2 separate regions of the Mus musculus genome follow, and region 1 is linked to region 2. Evidence: chromatin contacts called from public HiCAR-type data. All regions are on one chromosome and are shown on one strand. Each heading gives the region's core, a stretch centred on a gene start, on an enhancer-like site or on the middle of the called end of the contact. The rest is flanking DNA. Distances are from core to core; before and after follow the strand shown.

Region 1 (6,902 bases), core at 3,015-5,514, 160 kb after region 2:
GTCTTCATACAGTCTTTTCAGATATAGGAAAGATATCTCTAAGGTGAGCAACTCAAAACATTTTAAATTAAAAAGGAATTTTTAATTATTCGTTTTATGTGTGTTTGTGTTTTTGCCTGCCTGTCTGTATACTACATGAGTACATCAATGCCCACAGAGGCCTAAAGAGGGCGCTGGAGCCTCTGGAACTTGAGTTACATACACTTGTGAGCCACCACAATGGGTGCTGGGAATTGATCCTAGTCCTCTGGAAAAACAGCCAGTGCTCTTAACCACTGAGCCATCTCTCCAGCCCACCTCTAAAGACTGACTTTAGAGGACGATTAGAGAACTCTTCCATGGCCTGCTTTAAGGGAGAAAGGCAAGCCGCAGCCAGAAGACCCTAACTGTTTTCTCCGATGCTAGAGGACCATCTGTGGAAGCAGCATCCTTAACATCTGCCACTGATACTGTGTTATCTTAGAAGGGCTTAGTGTGGAACCCGCTCTGTCAGCTAAGACAGAATATTGTGTGAGCATCTGAATCCCGGTCTGGAGACGTGTTCAGCGACTAACTGCATGTACAGCTCTTGCAAAGGACCAGAGTTGGGTGCCCAGTACCCACATCAGGCAACTTAAAGCTGGCTATCCCCCTAAATCCATGAGGATCTGATGCCTCTGGCCTCTGTGGGCACATGTGCGTGATCAAAAATAAAGGGAATCTTTCTTTTCAAAAGTGAATTCATCTGATTTTAACCAGGCTTGAGTTAGGCTATCACAGTCTTTTATTTGGTAATTTGTATTTATCTTCTGAGAATTTCACACAGTATATTTTACCGTGTTCTTTCCCATTCCTCACTCCTCCTGAGCCTGCCCAGGAGTGTGGCTGGTAGTCCCATTATCACTCCATTGAAGAAAATTGATTTTCCCCTCTCTCAGCAGCTATCAATTTTCAAATAGTTTCTTGGCCAGAGGTGGGACTGATAGGCCACTTTCCCATCTCATTGGTGGTATTTGACCTGGCCTTGACCTCTGCAGCTCCAGTGCATGTTGTCACAGTCTGTGTGTTCCTGGTGCATTAGGTCTGTTGTGCTTGGAAAATGCTATTTCCTTAAAGTCATCCACCATGCTGACTCTTATAGTCTTTCTGCCCCCCTTTCCCTGAGCCTTGAGGGGAGGAGTGTGATGAGGGGAGGAGTGTGATGAGGGGAGGAGTGTGACGAGGGGAGGAGTGTGACGAGGGGAGGAGTGTGGCGAGGGGAGGAGTGTGACGAGGGGAGGAGTGTGACGAGGGGAGGAGTGTGACAAGGAGAGGAGTGTGACGAGGGGAGGAGTGTGACGAGGGGAGGAGTGTGGTGAGGGGAGGAGTGTGATGAGGGGAGGAGTGTGATGAGGGGAGGAGTGTGGTGAGGGGAGGAGTGTGATGAGGGGAGGAGTGTGATGAGGGGAGGAGTGTGATGAGGGGAGGAGTGTGGTGAGGGGAGGAGTGTGATGAGGACATCCATTCAGGGCTGAGCACTCCGAAGTCCCTCTTTCACTGTCCAGCTGTGGGTCTCTAAGCCATCATAGTCTTGATAAAATCTCCTTATATTTAACCTTATCGTGCAAAATAATGCGATTAAATAACATTTGTTATAGTTATTAATTCTATTAATGAGTGTTATTAATTTTTTATTTTTTTAAAAAAATTATTTTATAATATCAGTAAGTATTTTGCTTGCATGTGTGTATGTGCACCATGTATATTCCTGGAGCTGAGTCCCATGCAACCACAGATACAAATGGTTGTAAGCCACCCTGAGCCATTGCTGCAGCCCCAGAGACAGTGTTCATGTAAAATAAAAATGTTAAAATAGAAATTTCAAAGATTTTATATATTTACTTATTGGGAGTTTTACATGTCATGGTGTGCTTGTGAAGGTCAAAGGTCAACTTTAGGAGAGTAGGTCCTTTCCTTCTACCAGGTGCGCTCTGGAAACATTAAACCACTTTGCAGCCCCCAAAGTTTTTACTTAAAAATGAAACCAGTATTTTTTTATTTTTAGTGAAGGATGGATCAGGCTTGCAGGACACTCAAAGCAGAGTACTGTTGTGTAAAGTATCTTCAGAGGACAAAATTGAAGGAGAGAGTTAAAATATTTTATTAGTATCATATTTTAAAGCCTGAACCATTTTTAGATGCTTTTCATGTTCTTATTCCCCCCACCCCACCCCCGCCCCAGTGTTCTGGCTCTGGCTCTGACTGTTGTAGAAGTCTTAGAACCGTTACTTGGCATCTTTTGGATGCAGACTTTGAAGCAGGCTTTTCTCTGACTCTTCTTCATCCTTCAGCGTTACAAGGCAGAGTGCAACATCACAATCACTTCAGATTTTTTTGAAAGTGCTTCAAAAGTGACTTAGAGATTTTTTAATTTAAACTGTTATGTCTTATCTGAAGCACACAGACTATGTGTCTCTCTGTGGAAGCTTTTAGAACACCAAAGCCTTTGATATGTCTCTACCATAGCGCCGGGCTTCACAAATTCTATATAAGCTCTCTCTACTGAGCTGCACCACCAGCCCGATGTTGCCATTCCAGAAAGAGGATTAAACTTGAACTATGTAGGCTGTTGAGATGGCCCAGTGGGTAAGCCTGACAACCTAAGTTCCATCCCAAGCTATCACATGGTGGAAGGAGAGGGTATGCTCCTAAACACACACACACACACACACACACACACACACACACACCATGGCAGTGTATACACATACTTACGCACTGTCATCTTTATTTTTATTTAATTTAAAACATGAATATAAAATAATCTTATATCAAAAAAATCCTGGCATAAAGTGAGAAGTACCTTTCCCTAACATTTCTATGAGTCATAGTAAGTCTTTCCAAAATGCCTTTTAAAATGTAGGTACTAATTTAAATTCCAATATTCTTAAACGTGGGTACAAACAAAGGTGCCTAATAACTTGTTAGAAACATGCCAAAAGACTGTGCATATTTATTGGTTATTATTCTAATTTGTTCTGAAGCCTTCCTTTGAGTTCAGGATCTCACTATCCCAGTTTTAGAAGCCTGAAAACAGGAAATAAGTTCAAAGGTGCTCAGTAGTAACTCCATGGTGTGCTAAGAACGGGATTGGAACTTAGTGCTTTGTGGCATAGCAATCTAACCACTGATACATAGTTGAAGCCAGTGTATTCAGCTGGTAGTGTATTTGCTGCTGAAGTGGATACTAAGGATAGTTAGTTTTGTCCAGAGTGAAGCCTACAGAGAAATATTAGGAAAGATTGGAATATTATTAAATTAGTGAGTATAAATATTAGCTACAATTCTGGTCACCTAATTGGTTCTCTGACATAGAAGAGAAGTTATTTATATGATCACTGTGGTATTCTTTCTCAAGTGGAACTTACTAGACAACAGCTATGGAGACTAATAAAAATAATAATTCCACTAACAACAGGCGTAGCAGTCTGGAAACAGTGTGACCCCTGTGGAGATTCGGAGAGATGTTTTATCTTCAGTCTTTTCAAAAGCTCTGGCACATGCGAGGAGCTACGGTGTCTCGGTTTGTATGTTATTACTTAGGAGACAAGAATGAGCCTCTTCTGGAGAGTTCTGGTTCTGAAAGGCTCAGTCATGGCCTACCCTAACCATGTCAGTCACTCTGTAGAGATCCAGAAAGGACACGCAGCCTTATGAGGCTAAAGTCACCTGCTCTTTCATAAAGCCCAAAGTGTCACTGGATGTCCCTGAGGCTTTCAAACCATGGCCACCTTTCTCACTCCCATCTTAAAGAGGCTCCCTCCTTGTCGCTGTTACCTCTTCTGTTCACACTTGGCCTTTTCAAGGCTGGCTTGGGGCGGGGATTTATAGTCCAGGGACAACTTTGAGCAAGAAAAATGGATGTTCTCCTCCCGAACTAAATTACACCCCGTTCTTGTAACAGCTATAGAATGAGGTTGTCAAATTCCCATTACATCTAATTCTTTAGGCCTAAACCTACAGGACCAGAAAAGAATTTATTCAACTGATGCTCATAGTTTTCTGCAAGGTTGTCAGTGGATGAAAGAGAAAGTGTTAGGTCAGTGTCTAAAGGGCTTACCGTAAATCCTGTTATTTGGAGAACATCCAGATTAACAGTCTGAAAAATTCTTTGAAAGTGAAATTTGAGATGGGATGGGCGGGGCCTCTACGTGCTACGAATATGTAAAAGGCCAGCAGGGCCTGGGCTTTCCTTCTCAGCCTTTAGTTTGGTGCATTTGAATGAGAAAGTAGCTTGCTTGGTAGAGCTGGGACTAGAGACAGAACACTAAGGTACAAGTGAGCAGATGCAAGCCTGACCTTGTCTTAAGGCCTAGTGGGGGAGAAGCTGACGGCCTGGTACCCAACTCGGCCTCGGTTTTAACTATGTCCTGTATGGCACTGACACCTGACAGCAGTTACTGAAACATATAAAGGAAACTCAAGAAGTTGTTTATGCTCTCTCAGTGATAATCCCTTTACCCTCCTCTGAACAGGAAATTAATTAAGTGTGCTTGTCTGGCACATGCTAATAGTTAGAACAAATATTACCAAGCTGCCAGATGAGCATAAGCCACCTTTGCTACCAGCTCTTCTTATTAGACTTCTAAGTAGTCATTCAACAAACATTAAGCAGAGAAGGATACAAAGATGTCACACTATGAGGTAGTTATTATATATTACTATATATATGGGCCATAAGAAATTTTCAGCTAAAATCCTGTGGAGCCTTCAAGTAGAAACCATTTCTTCCCACTGATAAGCGTAAGCAGGGTGTTAACGAGCAATGGTCAGAGTGCATCTATGCTATAAAGACTAAGTCAGTTTACCCAAAGCACAGAGTAAATGAAGGGACAACATGAAACGAGGCAGAGGGTGACTTGGGGCAAGTCCCAGAAGCAGTAGCAGACAAGGCTAAAGAACTTGTGATTGTTTTAAGCAGTGAGAGGATATGATTAAGAAGACACTATTTATACTAAGGGTGAGTGATCTGGAAGCTTTGTGAGAAAAGGATGCAGAAAGCAGACACCAAGTCCGTTTAGGAGGTGGCACACTCACACTGCTCCTTAGCCTTTCGTTACTGCCTCAGTACCTAGCATGGCTGACAGAAGGAAAGAAGGGGCAGAAAGCCTGCCTGGGACAACATGTGTGGAGCCCTCAGCTCAATCCCTAGCACCAGAAAACTAGAACAAGGCAGAGGTTACAGTACATGGGGGCTGACCTGGGCAGCGCATCACAGTGGATGCATGTGGAAGAGAAGCTGTCTATTTCTATTACCCATGACAGCCAGAAAGAGAAACCAGAAGGTGTCGGGACATGACACAGCCTTCAAAGACCTGCCCCTTGTGACCTTACCTCTATACACCATCCCATATAACAAACCTACCATCCCGATAGCAAATTCATAGTAAATTCATTGATGAATGAAGCCAGTGATGAGCAGTGTGATGTTAACTATTAATGAACGGAGCCTAAAATAGAACAGGTGTTTTTAGCTTCTTGCATCTGTTTCCACCATAACAACATATGCTCTGCCCACTTCTGCCTTTATTTTATTAGGATATAGGAGCTATTTAAGATTTAGGTCATCTTACATGCTCAATAGATGTAAGGTGTTTGATGACCAATGTTTTCTCACCAGGAATTCAAAGTATATTCCACGTAACATCCCTCTTTTGTGTTCTTCCTGAACTGAGACCTTTAAGGAAGGCCCATCTTTAGTAAATTCCCAGCCACTGCTGCAAATGAAGCTCGGTGGTAGAATGGTTTGCTTAGCACATATGAGACGCTGGGTTCCGTCTCCAGTGTTAAGTAAGTAAATAAGCAAATGGGTAAATCAACGCCCTACATGACTGCCTTCCCAGAAGATGGTTCCAATCCTGGCAGCGTGTTAGGTCCAGAAGGAGTGCTTCTAAAAGTTCAAAGATCTTAACAAACCGTTTCTATTCTCTCATGTTGTTGGTTTGTTTGTTTTAGTTGTTTTTTGGGAGGATGGATTGGAAGAGGTCTCACACTATAGACCAGGTAGACTGGAACACACCATATAATCCAGGCTGACTTGGAACCTTCAGCCTCAGCCCTTGAGTGTTGAGATTACTGTCATGAGCCACCATGCCTGCCTTTGGAATATGGACTTTGGAATCAGTATTTATATTTTAACCTTCCCAGTGGCTACATTATGCAACATCAGCTGAAATGGCCGACCTTGAAACTAGTTTCTAAGTGTGCACACTTGCTCTCATTGCTCTCTATCCATTTACTATGAAACACACAAACATATATGTGCAGGGATTCTTTAGTATCCAATATTCCCTGATTATCTCTCCCCACTCCACAACCCTCCAACTTGGAAAGTAAACAGTCCTAATACCAGAAATCCTCTTTCCGACATGCTCAAAATCAAACTGGACATAACTGCTGGACTAAAAGGGGAACTGCAGAGAGAATATCTTGTGTTTTGTGTGGATGCATCACCTGACAATTAAAAATCCTAGGGTGTAGGGCTTAGGCAGGAAATAGAGGTGGGACACACAGGAGGAGAAAGGAGTCTGGGATAGAATCAGGTGGAGATTGCCAGAAAGATGTAACAAGACAGACGCCTGGTACCTGAGCACAGGTAACCAGCCACGGGGCAGCACGTAGGCTAGAATAAATGGGGTATTTTAGGTTCTATCTAGTCAAAAAGAGCCTAGCTATATGGACAAGGTATTTGTAAAGATATTTTGAATCTGAGTTTTATTTCTGTGAGCCCAAACGCCTTCACACACATACTACATACAGACATATAATCACCCTCCTAGCCTCAGAAATGATCATCTGTCACGTTTTATGTGTTGAAAATATGCTGAAAGCCATTTATTCAAATGATGATTCTTGAGTTAAGCTTGGTGGCACCTTCCCATAGT
Region 2 (6,513 bases), core at 133-2,632:
GATAAGAGCATAATAATAATAGCATACTTTAATACTCAAATATAAAGCATTTGTATCCAAAGTCTCTCAAAGTTGTCTCTAAAATACTTTTGCAGCTGTGAAATTGCTAATGCAGACTTTTGTTCGTCAGGTCTAGGACATTAGGCTCCCACAGTGGCGTTATCAGTTCATCCTTCTCCTGGCATAAGCACAATGGATGTGAAGTGCTCAAACTGCCATACACACCATTAACTGATTGATTATTTAGTGCTCGTCGCTCCGTAATACCACAGTAACTGGATAATGTATGCTTTGTCACTCACACAATGTGGCTCCTAAAACACAGCACACAGTTAAATACGCTGGATGCTTTTGTTACACAAGAGAACTGTTTCCTGTTTTTAATTTCGTGATAATTGAGTTCTGATGAGTTAAGGAAAAAAGACTGCAAGTTATATCAATAAGACACAAAATGCCCGTGTATTCACTAGCCAGGCGGAACACAGATGTGCTGACAGCTTCCATCGCTGCAATGTCAGCTTTGAATCCACGGGATAACGTGGACATGGATGCTGGATCAGGCTTGTCATCTCACTTTTAAACAAGAGGCGTCTTGGCAACCTCAATACAAACGGCCACATTAGTACAGTCAGCATAGTGTTGATCTCCACAAAGTATTAATTTATTAGGAGATTTAAATTCTCCTTAATGTCTTTAACATTTTTTAAAAAGGAGAATCTGAATAACATGGAATCTAAGTATTTGTGGGATGCACCGTTTCACTTAAATTTGTGAGAAAATAAACAAGGACTAGAAAATACAACCTAACAGAATCCTCTGTTAATTTTTATTTTTTAGGATGGAAAGAGAGGGACAATAGGAGCGGCATGATAGGATTGGGGGAGGGGAGGAGGAGGAGGAAGAAGGAGGGAGGAAGGGAGAGAGGGAGGGGGGAGAGGGAGGGAGGGAGAGGGAGAGAGAGAGAGAGAGAGAGACCGACCCTGTATTGGCCTCTCCACTGTAGTAGCACTTGGGCTCAGAGCACTAAAACCAGCAGGGGCATGTGCAAGCCCCAGAATCCAACCAGGAGCTAATAGTGCTTGTGGCCACCCCTATCACATCCTCCCCCAGCCCCCAGGCATATATTAAATACATTCTGTAAACAGACACTAGAGGGCACTCCAGCTGGCCAGATACCTCCAAGCATTGACCATTTCTTTCTTTCTTTTTTTTTTTTTTTAAAAATCACTTAATAATAAAGTGACTGATTTCCTTTAAAAACCACTTATTTAGACAAATAGAGATTTAGAATTGAAACATTCCTGTCAGATTAAATCAACTGCTAATTGGGTCAAATGTTGCACCCCATGTGGTCTCTCAGTGTCAGCTTGAAAGTCAAGGAGTTAGAGCAGACAGGATGACATCATCTCACACGTGAGGCCTGCCACACAGTTCTAGCCAAGTCAAAGAAGGTCTAAATAGCTAGTTTCCCCAGTAGCCCTTCCCCCACCCCCCAACTTGTTCCCCACGCTGCTCAGGCCTTAGGCTTGGTCCGAAGACGTGGAAGAAACAAACTTTGGCTGAAAAACTGAGGTCAAAGTTTTTGGTGGAGCTGTGGGATCCCAGGTCCCAGCTGTCCGGGCCCTCCTCTGGTTCAGACCTTCTCACAGTACTTTTCAATTAACATGTTTTTTGTTTGTTTTTTGTTTTGTTTTTTGTTTTTTTTTTTTTTAAGTAGGGGGAGGAAAGAAAGGACAAAAAACCCCAAGTATCCAGTGATTTTAAATACACATTCTTACCACTTTGGTTTCTCTTTCCCTGGATACACTTGGAGAGACTCCCATTAACACTAATGGGAGTTACAGGAGCAGCAAGGGGAGAGACCCCCACGGTGTACAAGATGCATCTCTCCCTAGATGTGCATCAGGGGCATTCCATTAAACCTCACTGCTGCAAGGAAGTCAGGGAAGAGCCAGGGATTCAGCAGAGCCGGGGAAAGACACATTTTCAACTGTGCCTCCTGTAATCTTGATGATGATGGAGTCCAAAAAATGACGGACGGTCGGTCCCATGGACAGTGAGCACCGCTGAGGAGCACTCTGTGTGCCATCTGTGCGTCTATGACTGGCGTTCTAAGTGAAGAGCGGGCATCTACAGTGAGGGGAAGGCCAGCAGTGTGTGTGCTAGCTGCCTCCCCGGAAAGCATGCCAGACAAAAAGAATCAGGAGTGATCTTATTTGTGGAAAGCAGGAAGCTCCTATAGCTTATCTCTAAAATGGAGTGGCTCTAAACACACATAGACAAAACTCATGTACAAAAACAGCTTTGAAAGCACAGAAGGCTCACAAACACTAGCAGTCTTTGCCTGTGCTCGGGGAGATAACCCACAGGACATGACTTTGCTTTGCTTTGTGGCACAGGGATAGCAGATGCAGAGCCTCGAGTAGGCTAGTCAGAATGCCTTCCTGCTGAGAACCATCCCTGGCCCCAAGAAAGGCAGGCATTCTGTAGACTATGGAACACTCACAAGCACAGATAATGTGGTTTCGCTGTCTTTACTCGGCATGTTAACACCATTCTATCTATACCACAGTCAATATTTTGAAAATTACACACAAAATGTCACCTTGCTATGTGTGCTGTCCTGAGGGGCATGAATTACTTTTGAAAGAAGGTTTAAAAAGGAAAGTTAGCTAGCCTTTGAAAAATGTACACAATGAGCTTTTAAATTTTTATAAAAATACATATTTGGCAAAGCTAACAGGATTGTTACCAAAGTACAAATTAAGCAAGTAACCGCCAGATAGTCCACAAACACAAGATTATAAAAGGCATGTTGACAATGAATGAAGCATGATGCCGACACCAGAGACCCTTTCCCTAAGTACTGCAAGCCTGAAAAGTGTTTTAGAAAGGACAGCAGATTTTTATATTGTTAAAAACATCAAGCGGGCCCATCTATATACCTATAAATATACATGACCTTTGTAAGATGAGTGAATGTGAAGCGACTTGTAGGAGACAAGATGAACTCAGCTTTACCTTTAGATTTTACATTGCAACACTGAGTCTCTTCCTGCAAAATTAGTCAATGTAAAAAATATACATCAAATTCTTGAGCGAGGTTAGAAGTTCACAAGATGAGATGCTAGGCAGAAAGCAACACTCTTGTCAGCTCAGTGCTCCTAGTGGCAAGCACAGAGTCCCTGACGGCTTGCTTTGCGAAGGCATTGAATGATGGCTTGAAAGAGCTCTGTGGCACAAGAGACAGACATTGCAGTATCTTGTGGCTATGGCATGAAAAGCTCATCAACTTACTGGATTCCTTTGAGAAAAACTCTTTTCCCCCTACCCTCAAAGGCAAACATTTGAGGCATGCTCACTTGTGCCTGTGGAAGGTCTATCTACTATCTGTTTCTACCCTCTCTACCTGCATAGACATTTTACAAAGAAACATGCATGCTCTTGGCAGAAGCATCATGATTCAGAACTTTAAAAACAGATACCTAATTTACTATCAAGCATAGAGTGCCTGGGCTTTGCTTGCTGCCATGTTTTACAACTCTATTTTATAGGGCAAGAGGGCTAACAACTAATGACTTTGTCTTGTTTCCTTTCTGTCAAGGAAAAAAAAAAAAGGCAAACCCAAACCTTCTACAGCAACCTGCTCCTGCCTTCCTGTCCAGGTCTAGAGTCAGGCCCGCTTCCTTCCCATATGTCACAGTAGGAAGGCCCCAGGAAAGCTACTTCCTGAACACGCACTGCTTGTCCACCCTGCTTCTGACAACTCAAAAGAGTGATGTATGGACATATCAGAGAGAGGAAGGTGACCCTAGCTCCAGCTCTTTACAGGACCTGGGGGTGACAGGGCAGACCTCACCCCAGCTGACATATGGCTGTGAAGAGGTGTAAAGTTCTGATAAGAAGGCTGCCCATCTCTTCTTTCCCTGTAAAATAAATGCTGGTTTATCAAAGTTAACTTCATGTTTGTGCTACAGATAGTTTATCTTGTGCTACTTGGAAATAGCAACAAGCAAGAAGAGTTGTCCGTATTGTGTGTGTGTACATGGTGTGCACATAATTAGTACTTGGGGCCCAGTGCCAGGTGGAAATGGATAGTGCAGAATATCTTCCCCAGTCTGCTAGGCAACCAGTGTCCTTTCCTCATTTTTAAGCTGCTGTCACTGGACTCTGGCATTTCTTACCCAATTCATTTGCTTTCTGTGTTAATCATATGCAATGAAGATATGCATGGCCAACATTTAAACAGGCTGCAGATCAATTAGCGGTCTTAAGTTTATCTGATTTTTATCAAAGAAGACAGAGCTGTGGGTCGATTGTCAGAGCCTGTGTCAAGTTGACCTTTTCAGAGATGTCTACATTGCCAGTCCCTTGGGCAACTTGTTGTCCCCTGTTAGTCTCTGAATGGCAGAAGTCTGTTCTGCTCAAGCACAAAGTATACACAGATGTCTATATTACATTCTTATAGGTTTGACAGCAACTGCATGTTGTATCTATAAACTGTCCTTTAGCAGTGACACTTCCTCAATGATGATAAGCTAATTTATGCAACTAAATCTCCTTTGTGCAGAAATGAAAGCTAATTGAGTCATTACAAAGTAATTCAGGAAGGAATACCTTGTATAAATTGGCTTACTTTATAAATCCTTCTCAAGTGGTTTTCATGCATCCTAAATGGGACTAAGCAGCTTATCAAGCATAAGACATACAGACCAAACAAGTCAACTTCTTCAGGGAGCTGTGCAAACATCCTCAGAGGGTTAGAAAGTGACTCTAACAAAACCAAAATAGACTTTGCCAGTGCTACCTGAGGTGTGATGCACACTGTCCCGACTTCCCTTCCCTTGCTCGTCCATCTTCACTGAAGCAGTGTCCTCTTCCTCCTCTGCAAATAAACAGAGTCAGTGGCACATTAACAGGCCCCATGTCAATCACAGCACCCACCCTGCTTAAAGAGCAAGACAAAGTCTACAGCACTTAATAATTATCTTTAAGAGCACAAAACACCCAAGATTCATATTCCTTTGTTAATAACCAAACAACATCCTCACCAAGGCTTACGTTGACCTGATACAATATAAGATATACCCTACTGTGTTGCACATTTGTTTTAAATGTACAGAGAAACTTGTCTGGAGCAATCTTAAATCCAGGACAGCCCTTAGACCTAGTAAAGTAACAGCCAACTTTATACAGATATGCTATATTATACTGAATAGCAGGAGTACTACAATACATGGTTCCTAAAACATCAAGACAGCACAGAAAACAGCGTCTGACATAAAATGCAGATGACCTGTAAGTCATCAAACCCCAGCCATGCTCGCTGGTTTCCTCACTTAGTCCTCTCACAAGAGGCTGCTAGATAGTCCTAACACTTAAAGGTCATTTCCCCAAATTCTACTGTGGATCTCCTATGTGTCACATATCGCAGAAGGAAAGGCTTTATAGATGAATGATTATAAATCCTCATTCTATAGATAAGTAAATTGAGATGCATAGGTGGCAAACTTCCAAAGCATGCGATTTAAAGTTGAGGCTGTGGGTATGAACCCATGTTCTTTATCCTCTCCGCAGTCAGTGCTTTGCTCAGACTTTGCTCCCACACACTCTAAGCACATCCCCTTCCCAGGATAGGGAATAAAATAGCAAGAAATTGTTTTAAACTATGTCATTCTTTTCTACTAAAAGCAGATGTATTACACTATCACTTTCCCTACTTAAGGATTTATACAAAACTGAAAAATATTTAATGTAGGATATAAAAACAAATGGCATACCAAAGAAAAACTAAAAGAAAAAATATACTAGCTCAAGAATAATCTCCAATGTGTATGTAAGATACACATAGGTAGCTAGTATGGCTAAGAAATCAATCAACCAGTCAACCAGTCTCCATTGAGGATCACCCACGTGTGAGGGGGAGGACTTGCCAAGGAGGCAAAGGGAACAGGGAGGTTCTGCCCTGAGGAAGCTGGCAGCCTGCTGGGGCGGAGACCTGAGGGCAAGGAGTTAACAAGGGACACCTCTGATGGGTGGGGCAAAGCACTCAAGTAGTGCAGAGGGAGAACCTGGGATCCCATGGAAGACCTGTAGGACGCAAAGCAGCGCTTTCCAGATCCCAGCTTAAAGTACAGGCACAGCCACGTTCACTGGACAAAGTAGCACGCCATTCTAGCAATGTGAGAAATGGAGGCCAGTTTAAGTCCCATAAACATCGTGTTATAGCTGCAGACTCCAGTCTGGTGGGCAGTAAGAGCCTTACAAGGTTTCTGAGCAGACAGGGCAGGACTGAAATTGCTTTAGAAATGGTCATTAGATCCCATTGTCTCAGCCGGCCTGGATAAGGGGCGTGGAGAGTCTAGATAAAGAGGAAGGAAGTCCTGAACTGCAGGGGCAAAGGAAACAGGAAGGAGATGGCGTGAGAGGTGCAGGAACCAGAGTCGATAAGCATGTGCCTGCCTTCCTAGACGTTTTAAGACTCAGGTTTTGAGACTAGTGGACAAATGGACA

What was found. HiCAR-type assays count read pairs that join an accessible place to other places.
Region 1: a contact with region 2 is called in a HiCAR-type map of embryonic stem cells, with 6 times the contacts expected there. The contact joins two enhancer-like sites. A contact is called at or near these places in 13 of 39 promoter capture datasets (the 3T3-L1 cell line, the C10 cell line, the HPC-7 cell line and 7 more), 5 of 15 datasets of contacts at CTCF or cohesin (the NIH/3T3 cell line, embryonic stem cells, pro-B cells and 1 more), 80 of 484 Hi-C or Micro-C datasets (the AML12 cell line, B cells, the BV-2 cell line and 22 more), 17 of 115 datasets of contacts at active chromatin or transcription factors (CD8 T cells, the HPC-7 cell line, bone marrow-derived dendritic cells and 3 more) and 5 of 9 other capture datasets (adipose tissue, embryonic stem cells, embryonic tail and 2 more).

What each region holds. Positions count from the first base shown.
Region 1 is chr6:52,027,192-52,034,093 of GRCm38.p6, forward strand. No RefSeq gene overlaps it. Among named protein-coding and RNA genes, the nearest start is that of Skap2, 18 kb to the left of the region's middle. Within about 2 kb of position 4,265, at least 9 of the 459 cell types and tissues checked have an H3K27ac peak or open chromatin away from gene starts, as enhancers often do. A contact at or near this core is called in the HPC-7 cell line, differentiating embryonic stem cells, embryonic stem cells and 2 more, where this site is marked.
Region 2 is chr6:51,874,964-51,881,476 of GRCm38.p6, forward strand. Skap2 (src family associated phosphoprotein 2) reads right to left here. Exons shown (of 13, transcript NM_018773.2): 10 at 4,808-4,885. Among named protein-coding and RNA genes, the nearest start is that of Skap2, 130 kb to the right of the region's middle. Within about 2 kb of position 1,383, at least 61 of the 459 cell types and tissues checked have an H3K27ac peak or open chromatin away from gene starts, as enhancers often do. A contact at or near this core is called in the HPC-7 cell line, differentiating embryonic stem cells, embryonic stem cells and 2 more, where this site is marked.